2 separate regions of the Gadus morhua genome follow, and region 2 is linked to region 1. The links are chromatin contacts, called in public Hi-C maps. All regions are on one chromosome and are shown on one strand. Each heading gives the region's core, a stretch centred on a gene start, on an enhancer-like site or on the middle of the called end of the contact. The rest is flanking DNA. Distances are from core to core; before and after follow the strand shown. Region 1 holds the start of asrgl1 (asparaginase and isoaspartyl peptidase 1). Region 2 holds the start of smap1 (small ArfGAP 1).

Region 1 (6,976 bases), core at 3,209-5,708:
TTGCAACTCTTTCTCCAGAGGCGCAATCTCTCTCTCTCTCTCTCTCTCTCTCTCTCTCTCTCTCTCTCTCTCTCTCTCTCTCTCTCTCTCTCTCTCTCTCTCTCTCTCTCTCTCTCTCTCTCTCTCTCTCTCTCTCTCTCTCTCTCTCTCTCTCTCTCACACACACACACACACACACACACACACACACACACACACACACACACACATCCATCACATCTCCCTTACTTTAGCATGGCTTCCTCCTTAGCCTCCTCCTCCCGTTGCCTCGCGAGCACTGCCATGATGATCTTCCTCTCCTCCTCCGTCAAATGGCTAAGGTCCGGTTCGGGGATGGCCGGCGCGACGGGTGGGCGCGGGCCGCCCCGAGGGCCCACCGAGGCGGACATGTTCTCCTAACCCACTCCTCCTCCTCCTCCTCCACGGCGCCTCGGATCACGGACAGAAATGCCCCGCTGGCTGGCGGACAGGAGCCCACGGATCACGACATGGCCCACGGACGGCGCGTCGGATGGAGTAAGAGACGCACGGCTCCCATGGCGCTCGCGTGAGCGCTCCGCGGTGCTTCCTGGTTGCCTCGTTCAACACCTTCCTCTCCCTCTCTCGGTCCCTCGCGTCGCTCGGCTATCTTCTCTCCCCCCCACCCACCCACCCACCCCCCGCCCGCCCGCCCGCTCTCTCCTCTCCTTCTCCCCTCCACCACCACCCACCACTGCCTCCTCCGTTACGGGGTGCCCATGTCTCTGGTGGTCGGATGGCACGCGTGATGCTCGTCGTTTCCTTCGGGCTCCGGGAGAGCGAGACGATGGCCGAAGCCGCCGCGGGGTCTCGTGTGTGTGCGGTGGGGGCTGTTTGTTGCCGCGGGGCGAGGCGGCGGCTCCTTGTTTCCCAGCGCTGCTGCCGCTGCTGCTGCTGCTGCTGATTCTGCCGCTGTCAGGGAGATGGAACCGTCAATGGGACCGCAGCCCCTCCAGCGCGTGCATCTCTCCGTGGCGGGAACGCGCAGCGCTCTCATTTGAGAATGGGGGGCTCTCACACTCACCGTAAAGAGGAGCGCGCGCGCACACTCCCAGTACGCCTTCTCTCCTCATCCTTCCTCTCTCATCTCAGCCACCAATCACGGCTTCGAAAAGAGTGACGTGCGCGCCCCCTCTTTTCCCTTTACTTCCTCGCTCCCCTCTCTCCTTCCTCCTCCTCCACCACCTCCTCCTCCTCTGCGCTCAACTCGTTCACCAGTTCTCATGCACCATTCAAAACACACACACACACACACACACACACACACACACACACACACACACACACACACACACACACACACACACACACACACACACACACACACACACCTCCCCTCCACCTTGTCCTGACCCCCGGGGGAAGGTGTTGTGTGTGTGTTTTTATGTGAACATCTCGTGGGAGCGCCAGCTGAAATACAACAGAAAAACCTATGGGCCTATAGAATAAGCAATTAAGTCTGGGAGATAAAAAATACAGCCTGTGTATGGCTTTTTATTATACCTACTATGTTAAATTCGTGAATTATTCACACGTTATTCATATGATAGTCATGTATTAAACATGTGTTATTGTGTTTTATTATTGGATATTCTAATGTCCAAAATAAACACACTTTTATTTTGAAAAGAGAACTGCCGCGCTGTCCTGTGACGCAACAGCTCAGACCATTCTGCTTGTGCCACATGGTAGCTACTGGGAACACAGCCTACAGTTCAGTATGAGAGCTTGTAGTGTAGCCTAAGATTAAACCATTACACAAGGAGTGGGCTTATATTATACAGACGTAGATTTTCTAGATATTTCCTGGCTTAGAAATATATTGATTAATGTATCAGTAATTTAAGGGGGAGGGAGGGGGATTGTATTAATAATTACCTTAACAGGTTTATGAATTCGGCTGTGATGATGGATAGGGCCAATATTACTGATTATTATTTATTGACTATTATAATATGTAATAATTACTGTTTGCTGATCAAGTGAGATAGAATGTGTTTAATTGATGCCAGTAAAAGGTATGAAAAGATTACATAAATTCATTAATTTATAAAACTGATCTGATGGTACTTTTTTAATGTTCCACTCTATACAGTGGTTCCAAATGTGAAGCATTCAGTGTTACAGTAGTTCCACAGCGGGAGTGTTTCGTCCAAGAATGAGAAAAAAGACCATGCATATCCCATGAAACGATATGTTTATTTAGGTTAAATGAGATCCCCATAACGATGATTTCCTCTGTGGAGCCAAAAGTGCCTTGGTTCCAAAACATGCAGAGCATGTAAAACAGCGCCATCCTTAGGTGAATATATGCATGTGTTATATATTTTGCAAGTAATTCGTTTAGAATAAATAATGTGATACAAGTCAATACGGTCAGGCAATTTATCACCATGTGAGATCATGTCATTAATATTTTATTACGTTGGTGAGAAACCTGTCAATACACGGTGTAATCAGTCATCCCTTGTGATATAATTTATTTTAGTCATCGCTTCTTCTGATGACATGTTTCAAGCTAACAACAGTTGTGAATTGTTTCTTCTCCACATAATGGACAACACCATATACGATTTTATGAGTTTGTAGATAAGTTAAAGACTACAGACATGGTCACTTCGCCATGTCCGCCAAAGCCAAGGCAGACCAAAGGTTCACCAGGGTTAGAATTTGTAGGTGTGGCTTATTTACCATTCCACCTCCAATAGGTGATTCGATAGGTGATTCATGAACCACACTCAGAACGCAAGCTTGTTTACCTTGTGTCTCTGTTATAATAAAACACGTGTTGAATATTTACCAGTCGGAGTCATACCTAGCCAGCCCAATACGACCAAAGGATCAAATTAGTTTTTCATCAGCCTATGTTACACACTCACGCAACGCAACGCAAGATCATAGGCAGCCACGCATGCATGCACGCATACCATTAATAGTAGGAAAATAACCTAAATGTTTTAAGCAAAATAAAAATCTCCCAAGAGCAATTTATCACCTTTGCTTTAACTTAAACAGTTCAAATATGAATGCAGTGGTGGTGCTCCAACCGTGATTGGGTTAGGTTGGGATCGGTCATCTTTGCAGTTTGAAGTTCCAATAGACCTCTGAAGAATAAGTCCCGCCTCCTAGGCCCCGGTTCCATCGGTCAAATGTCTATGGAAAATAATATGGTGCTCGATCGAAAATATGAATAGGTTTCAATGGCGAGAAAGTAATTATTTTCTGGTCCCGGTCTTTATTTGCCCTGGATTACACATATGTCGCTTTTTAACCCTGTGCACATTGATTTCTCAATGTGCAACAGGTGTGCAGCCTCACCTACCAGATTCCGATCAGTCAGGGGCCAGGTGAGGCTTCTTAAACCAGCATCATCCACGCACACTCCACAGTTGCTTTGTCAAATTAATTACGAAAGAAAGTCATTGTAGGCAATATATTCTACATGTCTTCATTGTTGTTATTCTGGTCCTGTTCGTTTTCTGTTTCACTTTGGGGACGTTTAACACTTCATGTACACAGCTTCTAGGATGTATCAGAGAATGGAAATTGCGTTTGGGAGATTTGATTTGTGATGAAACTCAAAACCTCTCGAAATTAGCTGAATGTGAGGGAGTTTAACCTAGAAGCAGGTCATCAGACTAGACATCACAGTCCAAACTTATTTCATTGTTGTTTTTCATCCCATCATTTGATTTCATTATTGTCGGACCTCACTGTTGCCATCTAAAATGTTTGGTACCATAAAATAAATTCAAAATTCAACCGGTTCAAATTAAATTAGTATAACCAAGGGTACAGATATCATTACAACTTAGAATGATCAAATGATCTGCTCTAACAAACAGCTCAGACCATGAGCAGGATACAAAGCGGTGACCTAAAAATAAAACGTCAACAAGTTTTTGTGTCTATTAAAAATATACAGTCAATTACATAATTTATTAATAAATAATTTATATTTAGGGGGATAACTTGTATTGTTTCTCCGGAGATGGAGTGGTCTCGTTCCCTCTGTCCCCCCAGGTCCTGGGCCCTTAAGGATAACCACATGCATAATGGGGTTTACATGAAAATGCAGAGGTCTACAGCACAGAGGACTACAGCACTCAAGCATTTCCATACAATTGATGATTTGATGATCTAAATTAGTAAGGGGTTAAATGGAGGATTGGTTGGTTACCAGCTCTTCAGGAAGGCGATGACGAAGTGGTTGGTGTGCGAAATGTGAGGGAATTGTTGGCTCAAATATCAGGTCTGCTTAATAGCTCAGATAATGTAACCGAAAGATTGAGGCAGAATAGTCCCCACATTTTGAATAGTTGTTATCATATATATATATATATATATATATATATATATATATGCTATTTTTTATATTTTAATTAAATTAAATAATAATTATGAATTGCTGTCGAAATAGTGAGCACTGCTCCGCCTACATGGACCAATCAAAAAGAAGACGAGGAAGACGAGAAGGAGACGGAAGGAAGTCTTATAGACCAAGCCTCAGGAAAGAAAGAAGCAAAAGGTACGGTTTTACTTATTTCTGCAAAACCGCGTTAGCTTGAAGAGATCATGGATATTAAGCATATAATCAAAATAGCTTGATAATGTAGAAGAAGCACTCCCTATGTAGATATACCGCACTGCATAACTTGACGTCAATTTCGGTTGCGCAATACCCTCCAAAGTCCAAATCATACGCTTGACTTGGGATTGCACAGTTCTGCTGAACTGAGCTGAGCTTATGCTCTTCCGTTTTATTATTTATTTCTGACTTTCTTTATTATTCTACACAAACTTTTGCTCCACACTAAACATGTTGACGTCCAATGAGCGTCTATTTGATGTTGCTTCATCTACGTCCCTAGGGGGTTTCACTTGTCGACCTTCCAAGGGAAATTATTATCTTGCTCGTAGGCCTACAACTCTTTCTTTATAGGTCCATACTGTGGCGAGCACAGCCGTGGTCGCTCGAGTTCCGGTGTTGCGTTAACTGGTGACCATCAGCCGAATGCGTCGCTTGTTGTCATTGCGAATGCCTCTTTGATTTGTTTTCAATAAAATGTCAAAAACATACCCATCTCATTCGTATTTGGAGTCTTATTTGGAGTCTTCTACGCGTCACGTAGAACCATTTTAAGCCAAAATAAATGGAAAATGTGTGTTTTTTTTAATAATAACTACGGGATTCGAATTCATACCATTTTGGGGGGAAAATATTTCAAGTTGAGATTCCATTCCATTGTGTCGTTGAGCCACAGAGACTTTATCTGCTGCAGTACTAAAAACCACAACTAGTCTTCTTCCTAAGAGCAGGAGGCAGCCAGATCAACTTGTGACCCGACTGTCCATGTTATTAGTCCATGGTATTTGTCTCGTTTCCAAAAAGAAGAGGCCATTACACCAGTTATTCAAAACCTAATGTTGATTTTCCCTCCACTGCCTACAACCCAGCCAAAAACACTTATGCGCTCTTTCGCTATCATTTCGGTCACCTGATGTGGTGTAGTCTCTTGCTCTGGATCGTCTCTTAGCAAAGCAGCGGGCTCGAGAATCAATGTGACGCAAGGCTGTATCACTCTGAGACACAACGTTTATTCAGATCAACAAAGCATACAGATCGTCCAAGGGATGATAACGCCCCTGACTAGTTATTTCAGTAAAATATACAATTGAGTGGTAATGGATAGAAATGGCCAGGAGACTGTTCTGGTAAGCCTCAATCAATATCAGCCTTACCAAAACATTTCCCTATACTTGACTTCCCTAAATCTTTTAACAGATGACCTGACAGAACCCGTTTCTGTGGGGAAAGGGGAACTGGGGAAAGCAGCACCTCAGAGGTGCTACAAACATCCTTACTGTAGGCTACTGACTGCGATATATATTCTCGTTTCTCTTTCTTCTGACAAATGTAGGCCTACTTATTGTAAGTCGCTTTTGAGAAAAAACCATCTGCTAAACGTAAACACCCTAAATGTAGGTGGCCACTCAGAAAAGTTCTATATAAATGCAATCAATCGTTTGTTCCAAAAGCATAGTGTTTCTCTGTTTGTTGGGATTTGTGTGCCATATCATGTAACTTATCAATGTGTTCGAACAATCTCCGCTTATATCAGAAAATGTGCATATGTGTCATTCCCATGTCGTTTTATTAATGAATCCCTGTGATTGTTTCATACAAAGTATACAATATTCTTATTTTAACCGTGTGTGCCACTTTTCTGCTCATATAGGCTACTTTACTGAAATAACTAGTCAGCAGCGTTATCATCCCTTGGACGATCTGTAGGTATGCTGTGTTGATCTGAATAAACGTTGTGTCTCAGAGTGGTACTGCCTTGTATCACATTGATTCTCGAGCTTGATGCTTTGCTTAGAGACGATCCAGAACAAGAGACTACACCACATCAGGCGACCGAAATGATAGCGAAAGAGCGCATAACAGTGTTTTTGGCTGGGTTGTAGGCAGTGGATGGAAACAAAACATTAGGTTTTTAATAACTGGTGTAATGGCCTCTTCTTTTTGGAAACGAGACAAATACCATGGAATCTCAACTTGAAATTCCCCCCCCCGCCTAATGTTATGAGTTCGAATCCCGTATTTATTATTTAAAGAACATACATTTTCCATTTATTTTGGCTGAAAATGGTTCAACGTGACAAGTTTCCTCCAATTAGACTCCAAATACGAATGAGATGGGTATGTTTAGTCATTTTATTTAATACAAATCAAAGAGGCATTCGCAAGGACAGCTACGAGTCTTTTCCCGATTTCCAACAGCTGCCGTTGTGAGTACCAGATTGACTCGGCTGCCAGATCGACTCGGGGTCCTAGATGCGCAATAATGACGCACTTCCTGTAAACGCTGTCTTTCAAATGCGCATGCGCGTTTCATTCATTCCCATGTTATTCCCAAATATTAACGATCTCTTTTTGCTTTCTAATCTATGA
Region 2 (6,223 bases), core at 2,804-5,303, 150 kb after region 1:
TGTCATGATTCAATTATAAAAACATCTTTGTTTGGAGGAGTCACAAAATAACAAATAAACAAGAATCCAATCCAAACTGGCAAAACCAGCTCTGGGCCAAAAGACAATAGATGATGATAAAAGGGTGCTGTAGGTAAGACTTAAGAGGCTTTTCTTTAATAGGCTGGACACATCAATACAAGGTACTCTTCCCTGCCTATTGGCTATGGAGAGACACTTCTAATGCATTCATCACCAAGAAGAAGTATATCACCATTCACCTAATATAATTGATTTAATTTGATGCAGCTATGCATAATCACCCTGTAAAATCCTTCAGTGCAATTTAGAACCATTCAGTTCAAGATTAGGGCGAAAAAAAGCAATAGGCAAGTAAAAAAATGCCTTATTCAAAGGGCTTATGGGCAATTTAGCTTCATAGCATAACATATACTGCCTGACTAAGGGGGACAAGGATAAAGGTGATCAAAGTTAACGGTTTGGCGCACAACCTGGAGTCCACAAAGCGATTCTGAACTACAACTACACTCAAGACTTGGCACCACTGAGCTGGAGCGCCCTCAGCCACAGGCTCAGTTACGACAGCACCACCCAACCCTGAACCCTCACAACCCAAGGTATTGCTTCAAGGTATCCAGGGTGTAGGACTGCATGTACACAACTGTAGGCTCTGTATCTGCGCAATGCTTTCAAATGACACCTCCAGCTCCGGCTTGGAACACATTTCTTACTGACACCAGGGAAGCAGGACCTCGTCCGAGCCAGCAGGAATTCATCAGCCTCATGCGAGGAGGCGCCAGGGTTCTGTACTGCAGCCCATAACGTGGTGTCCAACAAGGCATGCCTCCAACATGGTTTTGGAGGTGTTTGGGAGGGAGGGAGGGGGTTGTCTCGTATCGTGTACACAGTCTAAATGTTGCCCCATCTGTGAGAGTGTGGTCGAGTAGTCACATTGTGTGGCAGAAGTGGATCCTCTGGGATGCAGGACGAATTCCAGAGAAATCCCATTCAAAGTACCACCTGTTCTCCGCTGCTACAATCTGTTGATCGCTGAACAGACAGACAGACACACATACAGTAAGACAGACGGGCCGCCTGGCGGGTCGCCAGAAAGACAGACAGAAATACAGAAAGAGCGCAAGAGCGAATGAGAGCAAGAGCAGATGAGAACGAGGGAGCGAGTGTGTGAATGAGATAACAATGTCCATTGGGGTCCATTGTTTCCTTTAAGGATCGCTCTACTTGAACTAGTTATGTTTGTAACAATGTCAGGTTGACTCGTGTGCAGAACTCAACACTGAAGCACTCATCTTGCATGGAAAAGGAAGAGCATACAGTCTGGGAAATGGGAGAGCATGGGACCACAATCAGCCATGACCTCAGGCCAGATGTGTTCTTTTGCTTGTTTTCTATTTTGGATCATGTGACTCGATTTTTCCGTAATGTCTGCACCCCCGATTATGTTAAGTACATGAACAACACACACACACACACACACACACACACACACACACACACACACACACACACACACACACACACACACACACACACACTAAAGAGGGGCTTGCCTTGAGAAACCTCAAGGTCATCTCCTCTTCTAGGCAGGTTACAGCTGTTCAGGTGTTCTGAGTACTAATTAAAGTAGTGCATATACACAATGCTATGCCATTGCAATTCTTCTCTGATTGATTTTTTCCCAACCCCCCTTACCCAATCGGCAGTAGTAGTACATTTTAGACCAAACTCGGACACTCACACTGCTATCTCACATGTCTTAAATGCAATGAAAACTTGTACCATGCTAAATAAGGTCCTTGTTAACTAAGAAAAAAAATCCCTTTCCCAAGGATAATCTCCCCTTTTCCACCCATACACTCAATTGAGCTTTGTATGTGATGGTGATGGAGCGCAAACTCACACAGGATCAAACGACACTTGAACCATACTTCATCCCCGGCAGTCTGGTGCGGTCGAGGCTGCAACACGCTGGAGGGCACGGGTTTCAAGAGCATTTACCTGATCCAATCAAACTGGATATCACAGGATGCTGAACTGCAGGACGCCCGGAGTGCAAAGTAGCCAAGCTCACTAACACACCAGTGAGGTGATGTGATTTAAGTTACACCATGCCCAGATGAATGGACGATCAAAAAGCATTTGTTCTGTTTTTGAGTGCCAATCTTGCCACGGGCTAGTCTGTGGGTTTTTGAGTCCCTTAAGCGTGACAGCTCTTTCCGGTTTGTCTCTGGGAGCGCTGTATGGATACAGATTGTATGAAGAAGGGAAAAGAGCTTTACTCTGGTTCTGTCTCCCACCATTTAACCCTGTACTGTAATATGAGCTGCCATTGAATGGATCCACCCATTCCAGTATGAGAATAGTTATACTGCAGTCAATATGCTCAACATCACAGCGATAGTGTATGTTTTCACATGGGTCAAGGACCTAACTTTTTACTCCATACAAGTAATAGGAATTTAGTAACAATGCTCTATCACTACATTGCAGTCACATTACAAAGGATTCGTACTAACAATCGATAGCCTTGTGAACCAACCCTAAGCTCATGGTTTGTGTTCCGTTTCATTCATCAGATATTTATTGTGAAACTTTAATTACTCGATAGTCTCATGAGATTACCCCATACATGCTTGAGGCGATTTTACCATCATCGAGGGAACTCTGCACACAACTACAACTATTTATGAATAACCAATAATATCTCATCTTTGCCCAGCACTACTTTCTCATGCATTCACACATTATCTTCAGGGAACACTGAAAATGTTTCACATTATTCACTGATAAACAAAGTCTTATGTTGTAGTCCAATAGGGGTGTGTCCCTTTGGCCATTGTTTGTACAGGTCCAACCGCAATTCTAGAATACATCCCATGTTGGCTGAAAAAATTGGCATATCTGAGTGGATTAGTATTAGTCACTATAGTTTAAAGCAAGGTTCCATTTGACACTACTCTTTTGTAATCACGCAATTGTCCTAGTAGGATAGGAAAAAATATAATATGTATATATATATATATATATATATATATATATATATATATATATATATATATATATATATAGCAAGAAAATTATAATAACTATATGTTACAAATTGTGGTATACATTTGAGTTTAATCATAAGTACACTAACCCTATGTTGCTAAACACGGGCACCAAAACAACACCCAAACTGGTTAGAGCAGTATTACTACTATAGTCTGTCACAGACACTTAGGGCTTCGGACGGCTCAAGTCAAAACTTGAAAAGGCGTTTGCTTGAGGAATAACACTAAAGAGTAAGAGAGACGTAGATCACGGATGCAGTGACGCAAAACCTATCTGTCGGATCGCGGTCAGACAAGTTGGTCATGTAGACGTGGCCGTCAAGCCCCAAAAAAAACATCAAGTGGGTCAAGCCTCGCGCCAAATCCCCTTCACCTCAGCCCGCCGCGAGACGACCTTTTTCCGCTCATTAATAAACCAGCGTTAACGATACGACGGTCGACCACGGCCATGGGTTGCAAGCCTATTGCCACACACACAGACACACACGCAACCACACAGACCGACACATCGGTATTGTAGCTGAGCGTTAGCATGAAGAAGGTATAGGTGTATGTACCAACTTGTCACGGCGGATGTTGGGTCCTAAACCCGGCGTCGGCCGCAGCACCACAGAGCCATGGACACACGGATGACATGACATGAACGATGTCACATGTAAAACTACATCCCATCATGTTACCTTTCGCCTCGCAGTCACAGCAATACTTGTTTTCCTCTTCCCTGAGCATTTTAGACAGGATGACCTGGTGCTGCTCGTTCAGTTTCAGAGCTTTCTCTCTCTCCGACCGCGTCGTCATCTTGCCAAAGTGATGTCGTCCTGCTTGTGGTGTGACCGCTAAAAGAAACCCAGAGCCTATTCCGTGTTAAGTTTCTGAAATCAACATGTATTGAGAGGGAGGGACATCACTGTGTGAGCTTCATACACCTGGACCGCTGCTAGTCGGTTAGCTAGAAAGGCAATATGGTTGGAGAACGGCAGAACGTCACTTCACGTCAACACCTTTTCAAAATAAAGGTCCGTACTGGGAATTAACCAGTCCCTAGACCGACGCTTCTGTGGTCACTTGTCATGTGTATTATTATGGTAATGTGCATCAGATACACAAATAAATAGGTTTTATATCATAAGGTATTAAAAATAAAAATAAAGTAAATTATAAATATTAATTATAACCAAATATTTATCTTGTATTATACTGTGTTCAATTATCAAACTAAAAGCATGTTTGTTAGAGCAATTTGACACTTTGAAATACAGCTTGCAACATTGGTTGACCTCTGAATGCAATATTATTTTTGCAACAATAATTAGAAGAACACATGAAAGACACATTATGGAACGCTTTTAATACTGAAAGACAACAAGACAACTGTACAGTTTGTTACACATACACACAGCACAGGCAGAATTAAAAAAGCCCCATCTCTTTACAACTCATTCATCTCAACCGAGAACATCATCATCAATAGCAGATGATTTGGCACCTGCCTTGATAGAAAAGCAGAAATTGAGTATTAATAATACAAAATTGTAACAAAATTAGAATAAATTAATACTAGATAGACCTATTCAACAGTCTTCAATGTGCCTCGAACTCGTAAGCCGCACACTTCATTTTTTTAATATAGATCCATTTGATTTGTAAATGCTAAAGGCCCATTGTCTTTGCAGATTATTACTTTCGACCAATGTCAAACAATTAGGGTAAAAGGCTTTTTGAAAACGTAAACAACATGGCAACGTAGCACCAAAAGACGTTACATCTTTTTACCTCGAATGTCCAATTGTTAAATACTTTAACAGTAATGTTTAATAACACTAGGTGGCAGTATAGACTGTACTCTTTCTGAGTCGCTCAACCAAATGAAAAGGATTGTACAAAAAAAAGAGTAGTCCAACCTTAATAGCTTAAGTATAAGTAGGCTATACTTTATTATACTCAAATTCGGTGTTGGATAAATTGTAACGTTTTTCAGTAATCTCTCAATTATTATTATTATTATTATTATTATTATTATTATTATTATTATTATTAGTAGTAGTAGTAGTAGTAGTAGTAGTAGTAGTAGTAGTAGTAGTATTATTAGTATTAGTATAATTAAGATTAGGCCTCTATTATTATTATTATTATTATTATTATTATTATTATTATTATTATTATTATTATTATGTAAACAATTGGCCCAACATCAGCTTCTTGAGGATTTGAAACGTTAAATCACTCAGTGTCAGTGACTGTGATTGTGTTTAAGAAAATGAATGTAAATGTATTTTCATTTTGCCATTTTGGAATGCCTAAGACAAAATGTAATAGCCTGGTTAGGCTTAACCAGTAGGATTTGGCATTGATTGACTTCATATTGTACATTAATCTCCATGCCAAACTATCAAATATATGGTAATATATGTATCTATTCTCAGAAGTATATTAATTAGGGTTAAACATTTTAATCTCAGTCATCGTCTGACTGAGACAATGTGTTTGGTTGCTAGTTAATGTTTCACATTTTTGATCAACTGACAGCAAACACAACTAAAGTATGACCTAGAGAATTAGTATTAGCATACGATGAAATGCGCACGTACACAAACACAGACATACACACAAACACAGACACAGACACACACACAAACACACGCACAGACACACACACACACACACACACACACACACACACACACACACACATACACACACAACTAAAAAGCTTGGGGTAAAGCGTTCCCTTTTGAAAACCTCAGCCCTCATAAATGGTTCACTACTGCACACTTTAAATCAAGTATGGCACTTTGTATATTCCTACATGTAAAGGAAACAGGGACCAACTTCTTTAATGGGAAAGTGTGAGAGGAGCAAAGAGAGAGAGAGGGACAAATAGAGACGGAAGGAGAGCAAAGAGTGTGCGTGTGTGAGTGCCTGTGTTTGTATGTGTGTGCGTGTGTGTATGCGTCTGTGTGTGTGCTTGTGTCCACGCGCGCCTGTGTGTTTTTGTGTGGGTGTGTTATATGCGCACCTGTGTGACCGCACTTTAGGTCAACTCAGAGCAGCAGCAGCAACAACAGAGACGAAAAATGTCACAAGTGGCACAAATCCAAACCTCCAGACGAACAGCCAATCAGAGGAGATCGGCCCCAGAGCGGACGGGG

The links. A called contact is a pair of places that touch in the nucleus more often than the background predicts.
Region 2: a contact with region 1 is called in a Hi-C map of gill, with 2.0 times the contacts expected there. The contact joins the promoter of smap1 here to the promoter of asrgl1 in region 1. A contact is called at or near these places in 2 of 6 Hi-C or Micro-C datasets (blood and gill).

Annotation. Positions count from the first base shown.
Region 1 is chr15:17,582,644-17,589,619 of gadMor3.0, forward strand. asrgl1 (asparaginase and isoaspartyl peptidase 1) reads left to right here and starts at 4,459. Exons shown (of 7, transcript XM_030379537.1): 1 at 4,459-4,546. It overlaps rims1a (regulating synaptic membrane exocytosis 1a), which reads right to left and starts at 634. Exons shown (of 33, transcript XM_030379774.1): 1 at 229-634. The coding sequence starts at 389.
Region 2 is chr15:17,735,881-17,742,103 of gadMor3.0, forward strand. smap1 (small ArfGAP 1) reads right to left here and starts at 4,054. Exons shown (of 10, transcript XM_030379542.1): 1 at 3,755-4,054. The coding sequence starts at 3,872. It overlaps slc1a4 (solute carrier family 1 member 4), which reads right to left. Exons shown (of 8, transcript XM_030379544.1): 8 at 5,884-6,223.